Linked DNA regions of Triticum aestivum: region 1 is linked to region 2. Evidence: chromatin contacts called from public Hi-C data. All regions are on one chromosome and are shown on one strand. The core of a region is the stretch at or near the end of the contact, and the rest is flanking DNA. Distances in the headings are between cores, read along the strand shown.

Evidence for each region. Hi-C and Micro-C count contacts between places; a contact is called where the count stands out from the background.
Region 1: a contact with region 2 is called in a Hi-C map of leaf, with 4 times the contacts expected there. The contact joins the enhancer-like site here to the promoter of LOC123099532 in region 2. A contact is called at or near these places in 2 of 5 Hi-C or Micro-C datasets (both in leaf).

Annotation. Positions count from the first base shown.
Region 1 is chr1B:670,781,828-670,784,620 of IWGSC CS RefSeq v2.1, forward strand. No RefSeq gene overlaps it. Among protein-coding and RNA genes, the nearest start is that of LOC123099532, 34 kb to the left of the region's middle. Within about 2 kb of position 1,519, at least 5 of the 8 cell types and tissues checked have an H3K27ac peak or open chromatin away from gene starts, as enhancers often do. A contact at or near this core is called in leaf, where this site is marked.
Region 2 is chr1B:670,747,250-670,750,351 of IWGSC CS RefSeq v2.1, forward strand. LOC123099532 (ethylene-responsive transcription factor ERF061) reads right to left here and starts at 1,578. Exons shown (of 1, transcript XM_044521678.1): 1 at 333-1,578. The coding sequence starts at 1,440. The coding sequence ends at 592.

The DNA.
Region 1 (2,793 bases), core at 269-2,768, 35 kb after region 2:
AACACAGAATATCGTCGAAACTTGCAACTTTTTTTTTTGGAGTCATCATCATCCGAGTTAGTCTATGGCCTAGAAAGTAGCTACGAGCAGCAAACTGTCCAGACGACCGCGTGACGGATTCCGACCTGAAGCTAAAGATTGAATCTTAGAAGCATGAAGATCACCTTACATGGAAAAGTGTTCACCATGAGAACTGCTCGTCTTGTTGAGGTGCACAAATTTGATGTTTGCACCATCTCGATCCGAGTTTGTATGCGATTTCAGCAGTTAGCACAGGGAGGAGGACAGAAGTACGGGCCATATCCGGGCTAAATCCGAGTTAGACTACAACATAGGTTTTAAGACGTGAATTATTGTATTTTTCTTGTAATAAATAAAGCCTACATGAGACCTTTATTTGTACGAGAAGTTCAGCCGCCTCATATATATGTATGAGGTGACGACGGATTGAACAACACCAATTGAGTCAAGCAACCTATCATACTTTTTGTGTTCATCTATTTTTATCTCCTACCATTGTATCATGTGTTTCGCTCTTTTGTAAGTCATCCATGTTGGGGGATGAGTCTCCACGGGGCTCTAGGGGTGAGCGAATCGACCTGGTGCAGTCCATAGCCGCTGCAAACCCTGACAGGGTCCCTCTCGGATAAGCGGGGTTTCGGGGTCTACAAAAGCACCCGCCGGCCGCATACCACGCTTCCGACCGGGTCTTCTTCTACGTGAGCTGTGGTGCATCACCCCGGCGCCGAGTGTATATGGTGACATGTTCGTGTGCAAACAACATGTGCCCATAAAAACCCGCACTCCGAAGTCACAACCATCACCATTGAACCCTTGAGTTGATCCAAAGAATCTAATGCCAAATCTCGCCATCGTGTACGTAAGATGAGAAACTCTAACCTCACTGCCCCGAGGAGTTGATAAATAATAGGTCAACGCGTTGTAAACCAAATTTGTAGTTGGATATTACCTAAAAGTTGCTTCTTAGCTGAAATCAGAGGTCTAGATCGAGGTTGACACTTCACCCAATGGTCCCATGAAGGTCCCATAGAAAGTTTGGTGCGGGAAGCAACTGCAAAAGTACTCGTTTGTCGTCTAGAGACTACCCCGTTCACACTTATCCTGTGCACAGAAACAATTTTGCGTTCAAGACAAAGGAAAAAAGAATATGATTATCCCAAGCAACAGTGCAAAAGTGACACGTAGCCACACACACTTCACAAGATATTCTCCCACGCAAAAGTTTCGAAACGAAATTAACGTGATCAGACCATGCTCATCCACATGATAGAATTCCCTTCCGAAAGAAAAAAAATCCACTCGATCGAGTTTGCTTATGCTTACACGGTTTGCTGAAATTAATCATCCAGGAAAATGACATTGTATTTTCTCAATAAATTCAAATGAGAAATTTAAAAGGGAACAAGATTGCCAATTATGCATCTGGATTGGGCACGTCGCCGTACTTGGTAGGGCCGTGGGTCGCGAGATGCATGGCAGCCAGCCAGCTGAGCAATTGGATTGGATGCTTGCCCAAATCAAAGAGTGGCCATGCATGCACGGCCGGGACCAATGGTGTGAGCCCCCAAGGCCATGGCCACGGAACACATGAGCTGACATCTCTGAACTCTGGAGCAGCCCTGCTACCGACCATAACCTACCTCCCGTGTCATGTTGCGCAGATCGTCCGGCTCCCCATGGTCCACTCATGACTGACCATCTATTCTAGTGAGGGAAGTGAACATGACCCATGAGCATCTGCCTCCACGACACATGAACGATCGTTTCAGTTTCAAGACTGACCATCTACTACCTTCGTCCTGGTTTATTGGTCTTTATTGTGTTTCGTGTCAAATTTTAACCATAATTTTCTTTTGCGGATGATCATAAATTTAACTAACAAAATGTTCATGCATGTTAAAAAAATATTATATTATTAAAAACTATGTTCAAATACGAATCCAACGATATAATTTTTGTTGACGTGCATTAACAGTTTGTTAGTTAAATCTTTGTTCAAAATTTGACACAAATTACAAACGAGACCAATAAACAAGTTCGGAGGAGGTAGTAGAGAATATGCATGCATGCGTGGCTCATGGCTCGTGATCGATCGTCTGATTTGATGATCCATCGCCCATCCCGTTTGTTTGAGCACATGACGCTAGGAAGTGTAGCATATGTAGCTAGCCACTCTTGCCTGAGATGTTCCATTGTGCCTCGACCGATCTTGGTTCCTCTGTGACGTTCGATCAGTTGATTTGATGCTTGCTACTTGTCTAGTCGTGCTAGTACGTAATATACCCGTCAAAAAAAGGTACGTGCTGAAACACAGAGGAAACAAAAGCATGGTCAGGTGAATCACAAAGAATCCCCATGTTGGAGGAGGGGGGGCCAAATTCACTGCTCTCACCCTTTTGACAAACTTTAGCATGATTTGACCCCGTTTTGAAATCTTTTTCGGATATGACCTTTTTTCTACTACTGTCGTCCTTGACGGGGATGTTTACACTGCCTACCGCCAAGATGACTGACGATAGGCTTTGATCAACATTCAAACGGGCGTCTGCTGACCAAGCGAAGCCTACTGCCATAGCCGCCGGTGGCGGTAGCTCGTTGTAGCTTACCGCCGATGACAGTGAATTTGGCTGAGAAGGGGACGCGAGAAGGAGCGCCATGCTCATCGTGATGCGCTCTCGTCCCAACCAGAGGGAATGAAGCAGCTTAGCAGCAGGTAGCAATGAAACGCAAAAGGCAACTGGCGCGTGAATTGCCCAGGGCGCGCTAAGTCAA
Region 2 (3,102 bases), core at 328-2,827:
CACAACAAATCTGCAATGTTCCTTTCAGAAAATCAAGATGAACCTACCATCACCATGGCCTTCTTCCTCCTCGAGCATCTTCGCCTGTTACTGTGGAGTGAGGCTGGGGGACTGAAACGGAAAGCAGAGCAAGAAGCAGAGGAGGAAGACGATGGTGCTTGCTCAAGAACGCACACTGGAATTAGTATCACTTATGTAAGACTGTGGAGATGCTGTGAATTCGGGGATCAATCAGCGTTACAGCTTGTCGATGCGATGTGATGCCAAAACCCACGACACGACACGACACGACAGATGCAGAATGCAGTTGCTAGTACTAGTAATTAGGAGTATAGTCTCTACTCTCTAGGAGACGCCCGATTTTCCCGGGCATTTTATTGCTCGTATAGTGACAGGTTAACTGTGATCCTCCCTCCCAACACATGGAGAATCAATCGATCCTACGAGCTCGGCTCCGACAGACAGGCACCGCCACCATGTCCACTCCACGCCATGAATGGGATGGGATGGGATGGGATGGATGGATGGACCTTGGTGCGTGCTGGTTGGCTTTGCGTCTGTCCGCGCCTCGGACCGGTCTAGTTCTACTGGCTAGAAGTTGAGCATCTCCCAGATCAGCTCCGGGTCGAAGGACGGCATCCGCTGGAGCGAGCACTCGAAGTCGGCCGCGGAGAGCACCCCCTCCGGCGACCCGTACGACGACGTCGTCGTCTCGGACGTCGTGGCGCTCTCGGAGACGACGGGGCGAGGGGCCGTGGGCGGCGCAGGGGCGGCCTCGGCGGACCCGGCGCGCTGGGTGGTGGTGTTGTTCTGCTGCTGCTTGGCCTCCTCGCGCAGCCGCCTGGCGCGCGCGCGCTTGCGGGCCATGCGGACGCGGATGGCCTGGATCTTGGCGTCGACGGCGTCGCGGAGCTGGCGGAGGGCGTCGGGGAAGCGGGCGTCGTCGGCGCCGTCCATGACGCCGGGGAAGTTGAGGCGCGCGTACTCGCCGCGGAGCCGGAAGGCGGCGCGGTCGTAGGCGTGCGCGGCGGTCTCGGGCGACTCGTAGGTGCCGAGCCAGACGCGCACCCGGTTCTGCGGCAGCCGGATCTCCGCCACCCACTTGCCCCACTGCCGCTGCCGCACGCCGCGGTACATCTTCCTCCCCGCCGCCGCGTCCGCCGCGCCGGGAAAAGGGAGCGCGTAGCCCGACGACGAGGAGCTGGCTGCCGCCGCCGCAAGATGGTGGTGCGGCTGCGTGGCGGCGAAGCTGCGGAGGAGCTCGCTCTGGCGGTAGTAGACGCTGGAGCCGAGCGGCGGGATGGTGACGGGGGGCGGGAGGTGGGAGAAGACGGTGTCGAGCGCGCTGGCGCCGCCGGGGGAGAGCAGGAGGGAGGACACCGCGGAGCGCACCTCCCCCGTGAAGCTGGACGGGGACAGCGTGCGGAGGCTGGCGTCCATGGATGCCGGAGCTTGGCGTGAGTTGGTTCGGGCGTTCACGGGCGGGGCGGGAATGGCATCCTTGGGCGGAGCAAAAGGCGAGTCTTGTTGGTGGTGATTAGCGGTGGAGCCTGAGATGTTTGTTTGTGTTAGCCAGGTGCGCGCCCTGTGGCCTTATATAACCCACGGGCGCCGGGCGCCGTGGTCACCATGACGCCCCCGGGAACTGGGAATGGGATGGATTCGTGCGTATGAACTGAGCCCGGCGCCGTTCAGACTGCTAACCGGGTGTGCGATGTGTCGTTAGCTGCATTGCACCGAGTTAATGTGACACAACTCGGTCAACTTCTCGGCATGTTTACACCCGTAATCGTTCATGTGATTAACCGCCCAAAGAAGCAGAGATGGACACACAGACAGAGATCACCATGTTTGACCGGTTCATGTTCACTCCCATGTCAAAACACCAAAGAATTCTATCATTCCGTACACCAGAAATCAACTACTCCCTCCGTCCCATAATATAAGAGCGTTTTTTACACTGCACTAGTATAAAAAACGCTCTTATATTATGGAACGAGGGGAGTACATGGCAGAGTGCGGATTTTTCAAGGCCGAGCTCGAGGAGCTCGGTATTTTGAAAACATCAAAAATCATATTTATAAGTTTCAAAAAAATCTGAAAAGGGTACATGGAAACATGTATGCATTCCGCAAGAACGTGTTAAATTTCGTAAAGAAAAAATGGTTAGTGATTTGTAGGCTGCACAAATGAAAGAAAATTCCGGCCCAAGAGCTCAGCCTCCGTAAGCATTTTCCGCTACATGGCATCCATTTTTTTTTAACGGTTGGTATCCTTCATTTCGACCCATAGTACATCCTTTTGCTCCCCCCTCTCGTGAAAGGGACGTTAGGGCGAACAACTCATTCCTTCTGGGCTCTGTCGGACAACCCGTAGACTCACCTCCCCTCTGCATGTTACTGCGATGGTCGCTACGGGGAGGGGAATCCAGATGCATCTGTTCCGACGGCTAGTAGTATGTGTTATGCTTTTTTTTTAGTTTTTGCACGGGCAGCGCTCGAGTGGATGCAACGTTTCATCTTTGAGTCGGTCTTCTGGGCTTTGATCCTGCTCGAATCAGTTCATCGAAACGGACTCAGCGGAGCTCTAGGATAGACTCCCGCCGTATGCCGTGAGGTTACGGTTTCTCGTCGTGTGTGTGTGTGTGTGTGTGTGTGTGTGTGTGTGTGTGTGTGTGTGTGTGTGTGTGTGTGTGTGTGTGTGACCTGGTGTCAGGCATTGAATCGATTTTTAAGGGTTCAACATCGGCCACTACGGGTCCCTAGCAACACATCCATGAAGACTTCCCGATGGTCATCAACAAGATCAAGCCGACTCTGGTACATGAACGGTGACATTGATGCGTCGAAGATTTGTTCTGTTGACGACATCAGTCGTTTGGTTGTCCAAAGACATCGACGTAATTTTATTACCGTAATGTTATTCGGCGAACGTTCGTTGTGGGTCATGGAAAAACGAACAGGCAATTTATGTGTCGGGACCATAGCAATTCCTTCAAGTGAACACAACAAAATCCTCTTCATGCCAGAAATTGCCATGCGTTTTTGAAGAATTTGCCATAAATAACATTTACAAATATCATGCCTCCAGCGAACATTCGAT